2 separate regions of the Canis lupus genome follow, and region 1 is linked to region 2. A link is a contact called in public Hi-C data. All regions are on one chromosome and are shown on one strand. Each heading gives the region's core, a stretch centred on a gene start, on an enhancer-like site or on the middle of the called end of the contact. The rest is flanking DNA. Distances are from core to core; before and after follow the strand shown.

Evidence for each region. Hi-C and Micro-C count contacts between places; a contact is called where the count stands out from the background.
Region 1: a Hi-C map of amygdala shows a contact between it and region 2, with 2.3 times the contacts expected there. The contact joins two enhancer-like sites. A contact is called at or near these places in 4 of 9 Hi-C or Micro-C datasets (amygdala, blood, liver and 1 more).

Annotation. Positions count from the first base shown.
Region 1 is chr8:62,043,620-62,047,285 of UU_Cfam_GSD_1.0, reverse strand. The region is part of intron 3 of TTC7B (tetratricopeptide repeat protein 7B); the gene reads left to right. Among named protein-coding and RNA genes, the nearest start is that of TTC7B, 48 kb to the left of the region's middle. Within about 2 kb of position 1,670, at least 10 of the 20 cell types and tissues checked have an H3K27ac peak or open chromatin away from gene starts, as enhancers often do.
Region 2 is chr8:61,682,822-61,686,614 of UU_Cfam_GSD_1.0, reverse strand. No RefSeq gene overlaps it. Among named protein-coding and RNA genes, the nearest start is that of NRDE2, 19 kb to the right of the region's middle. Within about 2 kb of position 1,549, at least 3 of the 20 cell types and tissues checked have an H3K27ac peak or open chromatin away from gene starts, as enhancers often do.

The DNA of each region.
Region 1 (3,666 bases), core at 421-2,920, 360 kb before region 2:
CATGAGAGACACAGACTGAGAGAGAGGCAGAGACATAGGCCAAGGGAGAAGCAGGCTCCTCATAGGGAGCCTGATGCAGAACTCAATCCAGATCCGGAGATCACCACCTGAGCTGAAGGCAGACGCTCAACCACTGAGCACCCAGGTGTCCCCTGTTGTCCACTTCCATTTCTCCTTCTCTTCCACTTCTATTTATAGTTAGTACCATCCAATTTGGCATTCGGCTTTTGTGTAATTATTTATCTGTCACTTGCCTCTCTCAAACTAGATGGTATGTTTAGTTAATTTATTAACCTAGCAAATAATATGAGTGCCTGCTCTGGGTTGGGTTCTGAGGCTGTGTCATGTCTAAACTGTGTTTTGTGTCCCCACATTTGCACCAGGAATAGTGCTTGCCACACAGGGCTACTTGTGATGGGATGGTTCTTTAAACATTTTTCCCTGACAATCCTGGGGTTATCTACTCAGGTAGATCAACTCTACCTGAGTAACACACAACTTGCTTAAGCCAAAGTACAGTGTCTTCATTGTATTCTGAAATCCTCTCCCTTTTAGATAAAAATAGATTTTGGTTTGGGCCTGATATGAAACAATTAATCTTGTCTCTAACTCCTACTATGTTCAGTTTCTGATTGGATTATCCCAGTCTGTGGACTACCTTTCAGGTGGTGGGGCTCTAGAAAACCTGTCTCCATGACTCCTTTTCTTTAAAAGCCACTGACTGGGTGTGCTTAATGCTGTTTTTTCTCTCCTGCCTTATGTGCTAGCTGATGTATTTTTCACTCTTAGGATCTGGGTCCTTACTGCTAGGATCTCCTTGGGGCCTAGACTCATACAAAGCGGGCCAGGTTTTAAAAGATCACTTAGTTCATACTCTTGTTTGATATTTTAAAAACCAGGACTCCTTACTCCTGAGACAGTGCTCACTGTGCCACTACCCATCACTTGGCTTCCATCATTTCCAAACCATGTCTGGTGTTCATTTTCTTCCCCCAAATGTTCCTGATGCTTCGGGAATGAAAAAAGCATCCATATTTGGAAAGCTCCGAGCTCTCTGGGGGCGGGAGCAGAGCACAGACTGTTCTGTGGAGAAGGAGGGTGTCAGAGCTGGCTCTCCAGGCTCTCTCCCTTAGGCTGGGGCTAGAGCAGGAGAGTGGGCAGCTGTGGTCGCTGGGGCTGGTGCTCGTGCTCCCTGGGCAGAGCCTTGACCCGCCAAGCAGGCAGGGGCCCGTGCTACCCTGCAGGATACACCGCAGCCCCACAAGACAGGGAGGGGCCTCAGCTTTGGTGAGCTCCTACTGTGTGCCTCCTTCTGGAATACTAGTGGAAAATGATTAATAACTACGGCATTAAAGACAATTCCTTCTAAATACCATTGTAAGCCCTTGCCCCCTAGCGCCCTTAGTCCCCACAGCAACCCTGCTAGACAGAAGTGGGTAGCTGGGTGGGAGGGGGGTCCCCTGTTCCAGCCCCTGGAAGGGGCGCCCTTTTTCTCTTTTGCTGTCAAGGGCTTGCTTCCTAGATTGGGACTGGCGTGTCGTGTAGGGAGGACCGCCCCCACAGGTGACCTCCAGGGACTGCCGTGTGGACCCCGGGGTCCCCGGGGGCCTCTGCGCGAGCCGCTCCCAGGAGCTCTTGGAGACCTTCCGGCTCCCTGAACAGCACAGACAGCATTCGGGGTTCTTGTTTAAGCAGTGCAGTTCCCTGGTGCTGTGGGCACGTCCCAGAGCCCGCACCCCATAGGCCCCGAGCCAGACCACCTGCTCCGGGCCCCGGGGCCGCCCCGAAGGGGACCACCGCCAGCAGCCGCTCCAGGGCTGCCGCGCCGCCTGCCGCCGCCAGGGGGCGCGAGAGCCGCGTCCTCGCCGGACGCCCGGGGCCGCGCATGCGCAGAGCACGCCCCAGCCCCCAACGCCCCAGCGCCCCAGCCCCCCGCGGCTCCCGCCCGCCCGCGGCCTCCCCTGCTCTCGCCGGGGTGACTCGCCGCAGGCCCCGAAATCGGGGTGGTAGTGAGGTTGCTCGCTGGGTCAGGGGTCGGCGGGACTCCCGGCGGTTCTGGAAGCCGTGCCCCCGGAGCCCCCACCGCGCCCCAGCGGCCCCCTGCGGGCGTCCGCGCTCCCGGGGCCTGGCAGCCTGCGGTGCGGGCATCGCGGGGGGGGGGGGGGGGGGTAGAGGGGGATGGGGAGGGGGCGGGGGTGTGCCGGCCGGGGCTGGCCGCCTGCGGTGCGGGCCATCGCGGGGGGGGGGGGCGGGAGATGGGGGATAGAGGGGGTGTGCCCGCCGGGCTGGCAGCCTGCGGTGCGGGCATCGCGGGGGGGGGGGGGTAGAGGGGGAGGGGGCGGGGGTGTGTCGGCCGGGGCTGGCCGCCTGCGGTGCGGGCATCGCGGGGGGGGGGGGGGGGAGGGGGAGGGGATAGAGGGGTGTGCCCCCTGGGGCTGGCAGCCTGCGGTGCGGGCATGGGGGCGGGAGGGAGTAAAGGGGGATGGGGAGGGGGCGGGGGTGTGCCCGCAGGGGCCTGGCAGACTTCGGTGCGGACATCGCGGGGGGGGGGGGGGGGGGAGGGGTAGAGGGGGATGGGGAGGGGGCGGGGGTGTGCCCGCTAGGGCCTGGCAGACTTGCTAGGGCCTGGCAGACTTCCGTGCGGGCATTACGGGGGGGGGGGGGGGGGGGGGGGGGGCCCGCCGGGGCTGGCAGCCTTCGGTGCGGGCATCACCGGGGCGGTGGGGGGGGGTGGAGGGGGTACCCGCGGGGGCCTGGCAGCAGTTTCAGCGGCTCCCTTTGGTCGTGGCCAACCCCCCCCCCCCCCAGTAAGGACCCCGCCCAGGGAAGGTGATCCCGGGGGACTGCTCAGTTCGGATGTACCAGCCTTCACGTGACGGTGCCTAGGCCCGGCCTTTAGGAAGGGGATGCTTGCTCATGACCCTCTAGGCATCCCGGGGGCGAAGTCCTGACCTGGAATCACTGACGGCGCCTCCCCGCTAGCGGAGTGCTCGGGGGGTGGGCAGTTGGGGGGTGGGCAGTTGGGCCCGGGGCTCCAGGCTCGGGGTGCCAGCGCCCCTATGTGACCTCGGGCCCCTCAGGAACCCTTGGAGCCTGGACTTCAGCTGCAGAGTGAGCAGAGAAGATAGGGGAGCCAGTTTTTTCCCTTGAGAAGCTGCCTTTCTTTCTTTCTTTCTTTCTTTCTTTCTTTCTTTCTTTCTTTCTTTCTTTCTTTCTCTTTCTTTCTTTCTTTCTTTCTTTCTTTCTTTCTTTCTTTCTTTCTTTTTCTCTTTTCTTTCTTTTCTTTTCTTTCTTTTTTTTCTTTTCTTTCTTTCTTTCACCTTTAGATCCCTTTAGGGACAGTGGAAAAAAAAGAAAAGAAAAGAAAAGTCGATGGGTGGAGGGAACAGGGTGAAAGAGGTGGGGCCTGGGGAGCCCTCGCTAAGTGCTGGCTCTTGCCAGTGTGCCAAACCCAGAAAAAGTGGCTGCGGGGGCACAAGGGTGGGAGGAGCTTTGAGGGCAGGGCGTTGGGGGGGGATGTCGTGTGGGCACAAGCCTTCCCACTGGTGATCTCAGGCCTCCTCCCAGCGATGTCACGGTGCTGCCACTGGTGGGAGGCTGCATGCAGTGGAGCTGTTCATCTCAGGTTGCTAGTCAAAGCTTCCTGTTTATATTTAGATGGTGTAA
Region 2 (3,793 bases), core at 300-2,799:
GAACTTACAGATAAATCGCTGCCAATTCAGGAGAGGGTAGATGATCAGGTAGGGGCCTGGCCCCACGGTGACCGTGTGCCTACAGGCTGGGGCCTAGTGCGAGTGACCAAGCCTGCCTGACCTTAATATTATCCATTATCCCCTGCCAAGGAAGAGGAAGCAGGGGGCGTTAGATGGGTGAGCACCACTGTGGGGAAGAAGGACTCCCTCCTGCAGAGCCCGAGCCCAGCTTCCTGCCCGGTCTTCCACCTCAGTCACACCTGGTCTGGCAGCTCACAGCTGCCTGCATAAATCTCAGACCATCGGGTGCTTAGACAGCTGTGCACCTACCTGTCTTGTGTTCTCTCTTCCGCCCCAAGTTTAATATTAATATTGATTCCTAATACTGAACACCTGACTTAACTGCGGATGCATTTCCACGTAGAGACCAACACTATCCAGTTTAGAATGTGTTGCTAAGAAGATGGGGATTCTTTCCTGAATAATTATGCCTGGGCTTAGTTGCATCAGTAAGTAAGCAAATACCAGAGATAATTATTTACTGATTATTATGAATTCAGTGTATTTTCCCTCCGCACCTTAGATTTACTTTGCTGTCGTCTCTTTGAAAAATGGTCATGAAGGATGCCTATTTAACGTGTACTGTTAAGGATGTCGTTTGACTTTTCAGTGCGTTGCTTAAAACCACATCTCAGCTGTAACGTTTTCATAAATAATTTTTGACGCAAAGACCAAGGAAAGAATTCACCTATTTCTGACAGAGCACTTTGTTTGAAACATTTTGCCGGCAAATTCTGATCTCATAACTGCCCATGCCCTTAGATATGTTCTTTTTTTTTTTTTTTTTTTTTTTTTTCTGGAGGAGCATCTGGGTAGTTTATATATGTTCTGTTTTGAATGTCAGGTCACATTCCAAATTCACTCTGTAAGCTTCCGAGAGCTGCTCTTTGCTGGGGCCTGGGCCTAAGCACCCCCATGCTATGGAAATCAAAGATGAGGGACGCTTGGGTGGCTCAGGGGTCAAGCATCTGCCTTGAGCTCAGGTGTGATCCTGGGGTCCTGGGATTGAGTCCACGCATCTGAGTCCCAGGGGGAGCCTGCTTTTCCCTCTGCCTGTGTCTCTGCCTCTCTCTGTGTGTCTCTCATGAATAAATAAAATCTTAAAAAAAATAAAAATAAAATCAAACTCTTCTTGTGAGCAGGTCTTAGCCTGAGAGGCTCTTTTGCTGGACCTGGGAGGGGTGTGGGGAGGGGGTGGGGAGGTGCTCTAGGTTGGGGAGCCTCCGAAGGAGTTGGGAATAAAAGCGGTGTGGTGACGCCACCGTCGGGCTCCTGCGGGCACTGCAGGCAGGGGGAGCAGAAACCACCCGTGAAACCTTGTGTTGCGTGGGTGAAAGCAGCAGTGGGAGGGCCTCAGTGTGCAAAATGGACTGGAAGGACCCTGGAGTGCGCCGGCAGCGTGCTTAAATGTTGCAAGTACAGTGTGACGATAGTACTGATTACAATGACAGACCATTTCCAACCTTTTGGAGGAGGAGAGGGTCACGGACCCTTTAAGAATAGAAGGAGGGGCACCTAGGGGGCTCAGTGGGTGAGCATCTGCCTTCGGCTCAGGGCATGACCCTGGGGTCCTGGGATTGCGGCTCACATCAGGTTCCCCACTGGGAGCCTGCTTCTCCCTCTGCCTGTGTCTCTGCCTCTCTCTGTGTGTCTCTCATGAATAAATACATAAAATCTTAAAAAAAAAAAAAAAAAAAAGAATGGAACAAAAGCTTTGGATCTTCTCCCCAGAAAATAAGCACACATGTACCAAGTATTATGTGTAATTTTTTTTGGGGGGGCTCTTGTGTCCCAGTGGGTGATGAAATGGGTGGATTTGGTATTCCCCAAAGGGAACAGGAATAGCACAGTGCAGCTGGTGGAAGTCAGCTGGGAAAGGAGGTAGTTCAGGAAAGGGACTAGGACGGGCAGAAATGTGGAGATGCTCTCTGAGCAGCACATTTGTGTCTAGGGTTGTGTGAGGAGAGGCCCAGCAGCGGGGCTGGAGGGGAAGAACTGAGTCATTTGATCTGATCCCACGAGTTTTCCTTTTGAGGGATGCCTGGCTGACTCAGTCGAAGGAGCATGTGACTCTTGATCTTGGGGTTGTAAGTTTGAGCCCCACGTTGGGCATGGAGATCACTCTTTTAAAATCTTAAAAAAAAAAAAAAAAGAAAAGAGAGAGAGAGAGAGAGAGTTTTCCCTTTTAGAATAAGTGAGCTCCTGGAGTTAACAAAAAAGCAAAAGGCAATCAAGTACTTCCCCAATATAAATAATGGAGGCAATAAATATGTCAGTAGTATTCCTAGAGGGGTTTGAGATTGCTGCCCTAAAAAACCCCCATAAAATAAAGAAACCAACGCGAGGTAAATTCCCAAGTGCACCTTTTCATTAATATTCATTATAAAGCTTAAAAATGAAGCGTAAGTGGTAAGAATCAAGATCAGGAGAGAAGCTGACCGTTTAAGATTACAGTTATTAAAATAAGCTTTCAGAGGAACAGATACATCCAGATGTCTACACTTTTCAAAATCGTTTTCACGGTGTCAGTGTGCCGCAGCGAGAGCGGTGTAAGTGAGGACACCGTGTCTCTCCTGTTCCAGGTTCTCTGCTGGCATCACCAGAGCTGGCGGCTGACAAAGCAGCACCTTAGGCTCTGTAAGCTGCACTCCAGTGGGAGCTCTCTGGGGTCTGATCTCCTGGGAGCAGATGTGAGGAAGTAGACCATTCTCCCCAAAGACATAAGGGAGACAATATGGTTAGTTTCCAGAATATCCAGGGCCAGGGCCCATGTTCCACAGGAAATCATCACCCTGACACTTGGGTTTGGGGAATTCACCTGTTCTCCGGACTGGGGCCAAAGCAATACACCTACCTGTTCTGGGGACTACAGAGGGGCATAGCCCTGAATCTTCCCCTCGGTCACCCTTCCCAAAGGGTCTGGTGGCCATGCCATGGGATAGGCCATGCAGAGCTCCCGTGGGTCCAGGCTGGGACTGGCCACCCTGTGCCCATGAAGCACCATGGAAGTGAGGACTGGTCGTGACTTTCTCGGAACTACACCCTCTACTCACTATAACTATGCTAGGTCTCTGAACCTGGGGTGTTCAGATAACCTCAAAGCTGATGCTGTAGAATGAGTGGTCTGGGTATTTCTGGAGACAGTAACTGATCTATCAAGGTAATTGTGGTGGTTTTGGAAGCCCCAAATAACTTACTTCCCGGGAGCTACCTAGCTTGGGATGCACGCGGACGGTAAGGCATAACAAGCCTGAAAGTGCTCTCCTCCCTAGAACCCGCAGCAACTGGAATCTGCAGCATATTTATTTTTGCAGCACTCATCTATTGTCAGAAAACATCAAAGGACAGGAGAGGTAACTTGCGTCAAGGATCCCAGGGTCTGGTCTTGTTAGCTGATGAACTGTATTACTGGGTGAACCATGACCTCGTGTGGCCATCACTGATGTTGGTATTGAGGATACCAAGATACACACCGTTCCTCATCGTTGAGGAAGGGTTGGACAATAAATCCACAAGGTCTTTAGAAGTGTCTTTCACAATAAGAGTTGAAGCAAAAGATTTTTTTCCCTTGGTCCCCAGAAAACAAATTCTCCAGAACTGCCTTGGTCTGCTCAGCTGGAGAACCAGGGCTGGCTTGGTGGGGGCCTGGCCTGGGTGAGGAGCTCCTACAGGGGCTTAACAAAGGCATGGGTTTATTTTTTTAAATTTTTATTTATTTATTCATGAGAGACAC